Linked DNA regions of Gossypium hirsutum: regions 1 and 2 are each linked to region 3. A link is a contact called in public Hi-C data. All regions are on one chromosome and are shown on one strand. The core of a region is the stretch at or near the end of the contact, and the rest is flanking DNA. Distances in the headings are between cores, read along the strand shown. Region 1 holds the start of LOC121208230 (egg cell-secreted protein 1.4). Region 2 has its middle 16 kb from the start of LOC121209207. Region 3 holds the start of LOC107915887 (U-box domain-containing protein 29).

Region 1 (3,695 bases), core at 133-2,632, 340 kb before region 3:
ATATTCAACTATATATACACACAAATATATTTGCATGATAATAAAAAAATACTTATAAATTCTGAATAATGAAAATGATAATCAATTTTCATATACTAAATATTCAAAATTTTGTGAAACTAAAGGCATAAAAATTTAATTTGAATAAAATTATGAGTAAATATGATACTTAGTCATAAGTCAAACAAAAATTAATTATTAAAAAAAATTAAATATTTTTATAAGAACTTATACTATGCATAAGTTGTAGGTTTAGACTCTGTATTTTTTCTTTTATTTTGGTTATTAATCCCTATACATTTAGAATGGATCGATTTTAATCTTTTTACTTTTTAAAATTTTAATCTTTACTAAATGGTAACAATTAAATTCATTTTATAAAATTTTGCTATTAGTCCTATTCTATTCCTAAAGTTATAGATTTAGTCCTGTATCCTCTCTGCCATACCACACGAAGACGATGATACACTGCCCAAATTTCAGCTTCCAATACTGAGCAAATGCCCAACTTTGCAGTAGAAACCAACTAGAAACTCACCACTTCCATCGCGCAATGACCCTCCAGCTGCAGCAGCTCTTGAGCTAACCATTACTGATCCATCAAAATTCAGCTTAGTCCACCCTGATGGTGGAGCCTTCCAACCAATCTCTCGTCTCCCCCTACACTATGACTAAGTTCACTTGCCATAGCTATTTGTACCCTCTTCCCCAAGTGAAACATCTTCTAGCAATCTACAAACTAGACTGTTGGAAAACAAACATGTTCCCTTGCTGCCAAATGCATTCAAAGGAATAATGCTGGTCCAACCTAGAGAAACTATAGGAGAATCCCGCGTTAAATGAATGCAAGACTCTCAACTCCAAACTGCACAAACTACAGAATCCTACTAAGATCTCCTGCATCTACTATAGTTCGTTAGCAGCTTCTCCTTTTTGCTAAAAGCCAGAGAAAGTGTCGAGTTCTCTGGACTCTGGGGAACTTTCACTTTCCATATACTCTTCTAGATTTGGTTCATGGGATCCAAAGATCCTTGCAAAAGACATTTGTAAGCATTCGCAACAGTATCTTTCCACGTTTTAGACTAGCGATAATCAATTCTATCAGGGAACCTTGGCCACCATTGAACCTAAAAGACTTTTAATTGCCTGAACTGACACAAAATTTATTTTTAACTCCTATAGACAAAAAAATGCAAATGATGTAGCCCACTTTTATTGATGTGGCGAGTCTTGTCATCAAAATTGGACTAGATTGTCAAATAATATAAAATTACGCCATTTGGCTAAAAAAATTTATCAGTAAAAAAAAAATCCTTATATTGCTCGTTTAGAACTACTTTTTTTAAATATTCTGTTATGTACACTATATTCTACATTATTTACTAGGCTCATATGATCAACCTTTCATGCCATCACATATTGCAGCTTTTGGTATTCATGCAAGTTACTCACTTGTACAAACCCATCATCTTCCCCTTAAAGAGTCCTATGATTAAGACAATTAGATCCTCTTATTAATAACTTAAAAGGCGTCTTCGGTTTTAGTCCACTCCTCTCCCTCGATTTCTCCTATAAATAACCTCTTCATAGTCCAGGGCTCTTCATCCATTACATTCAAAAGCAAAAAAAAAAAATAAAGAAAAAGAAAAAAGAAGAAGTTGATCATGGCTGTCAGATATTTGTTTCATGTTTTGGTCCTCGTCTATGTCTTGGCTACTGTAACTGCTGCACGCCAACTGCCCATCTCCAGCAAGCCAGGCCGCCTGGAGGAGAATGGAGGGCTTGCCGAGTGCTGGAATGCACTAAATGAGCTGAAATCATGCACAGATGAGATCATTCTGTTCTTTGTTAATGGCCAAACTGACATGGGCCCTGAATGTTGTGGTGGCATCGAGGTTATCACGCGTAAATGTTGGCCTACCATGCTCACTTCCCTTGGTTTCACATCTGAGGAAGGCAACATCCTTAGAGGCTACTGTGATGCATCTTCTACTCCTGCTGCTGCTGCTCCTCTAGCCGCCTCGCCAGTTGGTTAAAGAAGGTGGCACTCTCAAAGTTCTGAGTTTTTATTTGTATTTTGTTTGGTGTTCCGCTACTGTTTGATATGTAATAAAGTTTAAATGAAATTAAACACTTGTCAACCATGAAATCGTTTGGTCTTCCTTAAGCTAGCTAGAATGCTAGATTACCTAGTAAAAAGGAGAATGAGTAGGGAGTACCTAGGAAGACCTTTATAAAATCTACCACTCCACCCTCCCTAACAATTATAATGATTTTAATTATTACTTAATTTTTTCTCTTTTTTTACCCTGAAATTAAAATCAGATACCTAATACTTAAATTAATTCATTTTAATCTCTTACTAAAAAAATTAAATATAAAGAAAAGATATTATATTATTGTTTTTATTTTAATAGTAAAAATCATTTTAATTTTCATATTCTAAGTTTAAATTAGGAGGTAGATTGGAATGAAATTATGAATCCTACTGCCCTACTTAAAGGACAAGGTTAGGGCATAGGCCCTTCTTTTAAAATTTCAAAACAAAAATAGTAAAAATTTAACTCAAAACTAATTAAGTACATTTTTATTGCTTTGTCGCCTTGCCAAAAAACCTAACCATCATCAGTAAGTACATTTCCCTGGGGTATACCATTGGTCGGTTTTATCTGGCCGGTTCGATTTGGTCCATGTCGGTTTCGTCTGTTTGGTCAATAAAGGAGTCGGTTTTGAAATTGACCGACAAACGGGCTTATAATTTATAATATTTATTAAAGCCGAAGTACACCCAAAAAACTAACCGGCTAACCCAGTTTAAATTTAGCAAACCAATTGATCTTACCCAAAGACTTTAAAACCCAATTTTTTTTCTTTTTAAAAAAAGAGCCCTAGTTGTGTTTGTCTAAACTAAACAGAACAGAACCCCTAATTCCTAAATGTCTTCTTCTTGAAATAGAAAGAAAAAAAAAATAGCAAAGCTGCCCCCTTCGACCTTCGTTGCAATCCAGCGCCTGCGCCTGCCAGCCGGCATTCAACTTTGATCTTCCCCCTTTTAATTTGGCATGCAAACATGACCAGCAAGATAAGGTATAGCTGAGATGTTTGTATGCCGCTTGAAAATGGTTTACAGGGACAAAAACTTGGGTTAATCGACCGAACCGACCAACTCGAAGTCAGTTCGATTAGATCGGTTTAGAAAACAAATTTCAAGATTAAATGGATGGTGTGCTCTAAATTCTAACGTTCAACACCTCAAAAGTAGTGGAGTCAAGCCAACTACGTTTAAAATCAGTCTTCCTTTTTATACAATAACCACTATCTCTATCCTCACCAAGAAATGCTGCTAGCAAACATACAAATTCGCAATCTACATTCAACATAAAAAGCAGATACTACTTTCATCATTAACAATTAAGCCTTTTATCCAAAAGACAAAAAAAAAAAAATAATAATAATAATAAATTCAAGAATAATAAACATCATTTTTCAAGTTTTTCTTCTTGATTTAATATTGAGCCTCAAGAATCTAACCCAAGATATACACATAAAGCAATCAATTCCTCTTCTTAAACAACACTGGGGAAAAAATGATCCAAATGAATTAAAAACAAAGCAAGACAACTGTAGAAGAAACCATGAAAGCATAGATCAAGATTAGGAAACCAAAATGCAATGCCCAGTTTCTCTTGAACTTT
Region 2 (3,401 bases), core at 369-2,868, 360 kb after region 3:
TGTCACGTCCAATAATTTTTTTGACGAGCTTTCTGAAATTGATATTCTTTTACGAGATGCTTAATCAAATATTGATGTTGATTTCAGTGTTATGGCCATGAAGATGAAAGAAAAGTATGAAAGTATTAGGGTGATATTGATAAGATGAATTTGCTTATGTTTGTTGCTTGTGTTTTAGATCCTAGACAAAAATTAAAGTATCTTGAATTTGCACTTAGTGAAATGTCTAGTTCTGAAAAAACTTGTGAAATGATGCAAAAATTAAAGGAAGCTTTGTATGAATTGTTTGATGAGCATAAGCCTCCACTTTATAGTATTTGTAGTCAATCAAGTGTGTCAACACATGTTTCTCTTGGTGAACCACAACAAAAAATAAAAAGGCGTATGCAAGCTTTGTATAAGAAGCGTGATTTGGAAAATGGTGGTGAGAATAAAACATCTGAATTGGATAAATATATAGTTGACGCTAATGAGGATTTTGTTGAAGATTTTAATATTTTATTGTGGTAGAAAGTGAATAGCCCTAGATTTCCCACTCTTTCAAAGATGGCCAAAGATGTGTTAGCTATATCGGTTTCTACGATTGCTTCAGAGTCTGCATTTAGCATCGAGGGAGTGTGTTTGATCGATTTAGGAGTTCTTAACTCCTAAAATTGTACAAACTCTTGTGTGTACTCAATATTGGATTCAAAAATCATCATCACAAGAAGACATAAAAAAGATTGAAAATAAATCCAAGAGCTTGAAAAGATTGAAAATGGTATATTTATTGTTTCGTTTTAATAGTTTCAATTTTTTTACCATATCACTCTTGCATTAATCTATTTAATTAATTTAATGTTTAGATTTTTCTTGGAATGCATCAGAACCTACCCTTTCATGAGCTTTCGTGAGTTGAAGGGTATGTTTACTATCTATCCTTGTTAACTTACAATATATTCATTTGTTTATGTTATTTGATTTTTTTAAATGCATATATTTCTATTATATGCTTATTTTTTGCACATAATTTTTGTAGGTATAATGCAAATGAAGATCTTTTGGAGAGAAGAAATGGATACAAATGGAGAATATTAAATACTTACATTTTAATTATGTGTTAATTTCAAGACTTATGTAGTGTTTTTAATTATGTAGTGATTAAATATTTTAATTCGGTTAATTTTTTTAATGTTTTATACTTGTTTTAACCAAAAATCAAAAAAATATATAAATTTCGGTTAATTCGATTAACAAACTGAATTAACAAAAAAAGTTCGATTCGAATAAAATTTTTTTGAACAAATTTCGTTTCAATTTAACGGTTAAGAGTTTAAAAGAATCAATTAATTTGATAAATACTAGTTTAGGTCGATTAATCGAAGTTGTTGGAATTTAAACCAACAAAGACCCTTAGGACTACTTTTATTGGTGATCCTCTTGATAATAATACAATTTTTCAAGCCTATTGACTGTTTCTTGAAATACATTTTCTTATCTTTCAGTTTTTTATTTTTCATTTTCGATATTTTATTTTTTGTTTTTTAATATATAAAAAATAAAAGTAGACACCGGTTTAATGCATTCTGACTTCCGGAATTTCCCACGTGCGACTACCACTTTAGGGTTCCAAAACCCTAACTTGAAATTTCATAAAAGATGGGCCTGGGGCCTCAGACCAATGTGGACTCAAATATTGGATTTTGATTCAAACTTTGGACTTTAACCCCAAACGAAAATTACTACTTAAAACCCACACTAATTTTTGGGCTTAAAATTTAGACTCAAATATGAACTTGATCAGACTTGATTTTTAACATGGCTTTACATATTAGCCCACAATAATAATTAAATTTTGTTTTAAAACAAAATCAAATTTTATTTATAAAATTTAAATATTTTATTTTATTTTAAAAATAAATTTCTAATTATTTTTTTTCTTTTCCTTTTCATGCCAAAGACCCATACCTGGATGTTTAAATATTCGCCACTCCCATACCAAAATTTTGAAAAACAAAGTAAAATTAATTTAAAATTAAGAAAAACAAAGTAAAATTAATTTAAAATTAATAATTGAATATTCAATTCAATTGAGAAAAAAAACCAAATAAATTCTAATTTAAAAAGAATATTTGAAAAACAAAATTCAATCCCTTAAAAACAACTAACTTTTTAATGTTAATTCTAAAACTAAAACTAAATCAAAATTTAATTTAATTTTAAAACTACATTACACTCTCGATTTTATTCAAAAGTTCCAAATAAATCCACTTCTATAAATTTAAATTCCAATTAACTCAAAATAAAATAAAAAATAGAATGCCCAAGATTCTTTCTCTAGCTTGTGGGCTGTTCTATTTCAATTTATTACAAATTTAATGATGTGTCATATTTTTATTCATTAATAATATATAAATTCATATATTATCAATACATTAAACATAAATATTAATATATTAAATATAGAAAAAAATATTTGATACATTGTTAGAGGAATAAACTCTACAAATAAGGTTAAGGAGCAGATAAAAGCCTCATAAAATTATAATAAAATATTAAAAATAAACATTAAAAAGAATAGAACAAACATTTTAAAATTGATTGCTTGTGGATTGTGAAAGATGAATCTTAATAAAACATTTTAAAATTACTAAAAGTAAATGCAGCACTCAATTTCATCTTTTTTAATTTCAAATTTGAATGTTTATGTTTAGAGATAACTAAGCAATGATACTCAAGGTGTTTTAGAAACAAAGAAAGAAAAAAATTATTGAAAGGTAAAGTAAGAAAAGAAAGAGAAAACTTGTGTACTCATGTTTATTTTATTATTTTTTAAATTTATATACTTTTTACACAGTAATAATTTATTTTATTTATATATTACCCTGTTTGTATATATATATATATATATTATATTTGTCTTATTTTATATTGTGCTTAATTATTATTTTTATATTGTCAATTTATCATCTATACTATTTATTAAATGTTTTATTGAGTTGGTGTACTTTTCAATCGAATCACCAATTTGGATAGAGAAATTATGAAAACAATATTCCTTAATTAAAATAAGTTATATTATTTTAGGGTAATTTAATTTTTTTATTTTAAAAATCAATAAAAATTTGCATATGATGGGATTTGAATTCAAATAAATTGCATTAGTAAAACTTTTAATTTGTCACTCAACTAAAGCAATATTTTGAAATTTTTATACATTTCAATTTTATTATGCACACTTTATTACATCCATCAATTATATATATATATTAATGTATTTAATTGAGTTGGTGTCACAAGTTAACTCGACACCAACTCAAGATTAATGGCAACATAATGATAAACAAATTTATTCTTTTTTTTTAACATTGTTCATATGAAATATGCTATTATTATTACTTATTTCAAACAATATATTTCAT
Region 3 (3,423 bases), core at 364-2,863:
AAGAAAGAACCCTTGCCCTTTCATTCTCATCCACCACCTCTGTTAGTTGATCCTCATGAACAATGCCCATAACCTCCATACCCTCAAGGTCTTATACCGAATTGTCCATAGCGTCTTCCTTCAATATGTGTAACCCCACCTAAATTCACCCCATACACTTGACGGTCATATTCACAAAGTCAGAAGTCGAGTTAATTCCAAGAGCATCAATACTAGGATTGGAGACAATACCAGATGCCTGACCAGACAAATTACCAACCTCTCGCAGCCAAATACAGTTCTATGGTGAAGTCCGACGAGGCAACGCCCTAAACGCAATTTTTATATTTTTTTATCTAAATTGTTTTAACATTTTTTTCTTATTCTTTTTGTTGTGGAGTTTCCACCTTTAAAAAAATGAATTTGATAGGGAGTTGATTAAATTTGGAAATGAAACAAATTTAATATAAGATTGGTGTTAAATAATTGAAATAAATTATGTGTAATAGATTTATATATTCCAAAATTATTTTAAAGAGTAAGATAATAATATTTATATATTTATATCTAACATATAATAAATACAATATTAGGAATATGATTCCGGCGAGTTAAAAAATTAGCTCATAAAATTTGTTCCACTTTTCTTGATAAAAAAATTCTAGCCATTCAATTTTTTCAAACCAAATTTTTTATTTTGCTAACTTCGTGGCTTCTTTAATAGTATATTTTTTAAAATTTTATTTCACTTTATCATGGTATTTATTTTGTCTATTTTGTTTTTTTTTAAATTAGTGGTGATTTGAGTTTTAATTTTTAGTTTAAAGTTACGTTATAGCATATATATTAGATTTATCAGAATAAAGATGCTGGAAACTAATCTTGGAGAACCTTATCATAATAAAGCATAATGAAAATGTTTGTAAAATTGAAATATGAGATGATGAGGAGGAGGATAGGTTATATGAGATATGGCATTTTGTGCATTATCGATGAAGTGAGTATTTTGGGGTTCTTAATAGTGGCTTCTTAGTTGAGAGTTTATCATCAAGTTGTTCTAATAATGGCTAGCTAGTACTACTAATTTGATTTTCTCCTAGTAAGAATTATTCTACGGACATGATATTTGTGCATCAGATAAAAATTATTTTATAAACATGAATTTGTACATCAAATTGTAATGTCTTATTTATCGTCTATTATTTATACTATGTGAATATCTTTACATTTTTATTATTCATGATTCTTAATTTTTTTAAAAAGAAATTCTATCCTTCTCATTATGTCTAATTTTAATTTTTTGCTCTATTAATTTATTTATAATTTTTATTTTTCAAGGCATAATATTTAATTCACAATGTGCTATAATTTTTTGACAGACAAAAAGTGCAGTAATTTAGTTTTTTAATAAAAAATTTGAATTAGTAAGATATTATTGTATTTAACAAATAAAAAAAAGAGGTAGTTGATAACGTCATCAAGAATTCTTTGACTAAATTCTCTTTCTTCTTTAAACCTCAACTCTCTCCCTTTCACTTCTCCCACCTTTTTCTATTTTCCCTCTTCCTATTTCAGAAAATTTTCATTTTCCACTCACTTTCTCGTCATCCAAATGAGGAAAATAAAGAAACAAAATGGCAAGAGACGATTTATACATTGTGGTTCCAAGTTCTTTTCGGTGTCCGATATTGTTGGATGTGATGAAATCCCCAGTGAGCTTATGCACGGGGGTGACATACGACAGAGCTAGCATCCAACGTTGGCTAGACAGTGGCAACAACACATGTCCCGCCACAATGCAAGTCCTCGAAAGCAAAGACCTTATTCTCAACCGGAATTTACAACGACTCATCCAAATCTGGCTCGACTCAGTCGCTTGCCGTCAACTCGACGCCGAGTCGGTCCGCAATTCAGTTGTTGTTCCTTCTCAAAATCAGGTCAAACTCTTGGTCAAACACCTTGACATCAATTGCTTCTTATCTTTGACGAAGATCATTTGTTTCGCGCGAGAGTCAGAGGAAAACCGGGAATTCCTTGCCAAGATGGACAGGTTTTTCAGTAAGGTGCTGGATTTGATGAGGAATGCAAAATCGGGCATTAAAATAGTGTAACAGGTTGTTAAGATTTTGGATTTGATGTTAACCAAATTTTTTATAAGAAGCCATTGTTGGAAACAAATTACTTGTCGATAATTCTTCTGGTTTTACAAAGAGGGAATTCAGATTCACAAATCGAAACGGTTCGATTACTGGAGTCTATAGCGGTGAATGGAGAGTCGAAGCTCAAAATAGGTCAAAAAGAGGGATTAGTAGCGGAATTGGTAAAATCATTAAGAAAAGAGAACCCAAGATTGATTGAAGCCAGCTTATCATTTTTTATCGCAATCACAATGCCAAAACATTTAAAAACCATAGTAATCCAATATCGAATAATCCCAGAATTAAAGTACCTTTTGTCCCAACCAAACACTACTACTTCGATAACAGAGAAGGCATTGACACTGCTGGAAGAGTTGTCCATTTGCAAAAAAGGGAGAGTGGAGATTTGGCATGATTCGGTATTGTTAGGAAGGATTGCTGAGACAGTGTTGACAGTATCAAGCACGCGGTGGCGATACTTTGGAGTGGTTGTTATTTGTTTAGAGATCGGAAAGCGCAAGAAGCAGTGGCTAGTAGCAATGGGATGACCAAGTTCTTGTTGCTGATGCAGAGCAATTGTTCGTCAGCGGTTAGGAAAATGTCGAGGGATTTAGTCAAGGTTTTGGGGGTTAATTATAAACTTTTTTTATCAAATTATGATACCAAGACTATCCATATTATGCCCCGTTGAAGAACCCCATGTTTGTAAACCAAAGAAAAGTTGTGTATAGTGGAAAATTCATTTGATTTTACTGTACTCTGTGTGTTTTGATTTGATTTGATATTAAACTGTGAAAAGGACAAAGATCATTTAATGCCACTCATAAAGAGCAGTTCAAGTTGCGGTCTCTTGGATGGTCAATGACTGTAATGAGTCTGCACTATTAGATCTAAGATTTTACTTCACTTCACTATCCCTCCATTTTTATTACATTTCTTTTCTATCTCTACTAAATATATCTCAATGAGTAAATTACTTTGAGGGTCAATTTTTTTAATAACAATCCATATTAATTTAATTTTCACTCTTTTCGTGATTCAAAAAGAACAAATAATTAAGTAACAAAAAATATATATAAGGAATTAAAATAATATTATTGTAACCAATTTTCAAATTAAATTAAAAATTGGGTTTGAAGAAATTTTATTTTGCTAGAACAGGTACAAATTTATCTTTTATAAAAGAAACTTTAAAATCTTTTAAAAAGAGAATTTGAGGATCTATATTTAAATTTTTAAAAATTAATTAAATAAGTACCCATCAATACTAATGATATGAAATCAAACGTAAGATATGGATCCTAAT

The links. Hi-C and Micro-C count contacts between places; a contact is called where the count stands out from the background.
Region 1: a contact with region 3 is called in a Hi-C map of leaf, with 2.6 times the contacts expected there. The contact joins the promoter of LOC121208230 here to the promoter of LOC107915887 in region 3. A contact is called at or near these places in 7 of 34 Hi-C or Micro-C datasets (callus, leaf and petal).
Region 2: a Hi-C map of leaf shows a contact between it and region 3, with 4 times the contacts expected there. The contact joins the enhancer-like site here to the promoter of LOC107915887 in region 3. A contact is called at or near these places in 2 of 34 Hi-C or Micro-C datasets (callus and leaf).

Annotation. Positions count from the first base shown.
Region 1 is chrA10:14,018,186-14,021,880 of Gossypium_hirsutum_v2.1, forward strand. LOC121208230 (egg cell-secreted protein 1.4) reads left to right here and starts at 1,383. Exons shown (of 1, transcript XM_041078775.1): 1 at 1,383-2,269. The coding sequence starts at 1,665. The coding sequence ends at 2,036. LOC107914604 reads right to left here. Exons shown (of 1, transcript XM_016843550.2): 1 at 3,445-3,695. The coding sequence ends at 3,602.
Region 2 is chrA10:14,722,838-14,726,238 of Gossypium_hirsutum_v2.1, forward strand. No RefSeq gene overlaps it. Among protein-coding and RNA genes, the nearest start is that of LOC121209207, 16 kb to the right of the region's middle. Within about 2 kb of position 1,619, at least 1 of the 9 cell types and tissues checked has an H3K27ac peak or open chromatin away from gene starts, as enhancers often do. A contact at or near this core is called in leaf, where this site is marked.
Region 3 is chrA10:14,359,908-14,363,330 of Gossypium_hirsutum_v2.1, forward strand. LOC107915887 (U-box domain-containing protein 29) reads left to right here and starts at 1,614. Exons shown (of 2, transcript XM_041078489.1): 1 at 1,614-2,042; 2 at 2,141-2,665. The coding sequence starts at 1,614. The coding sequence ends at 2,665.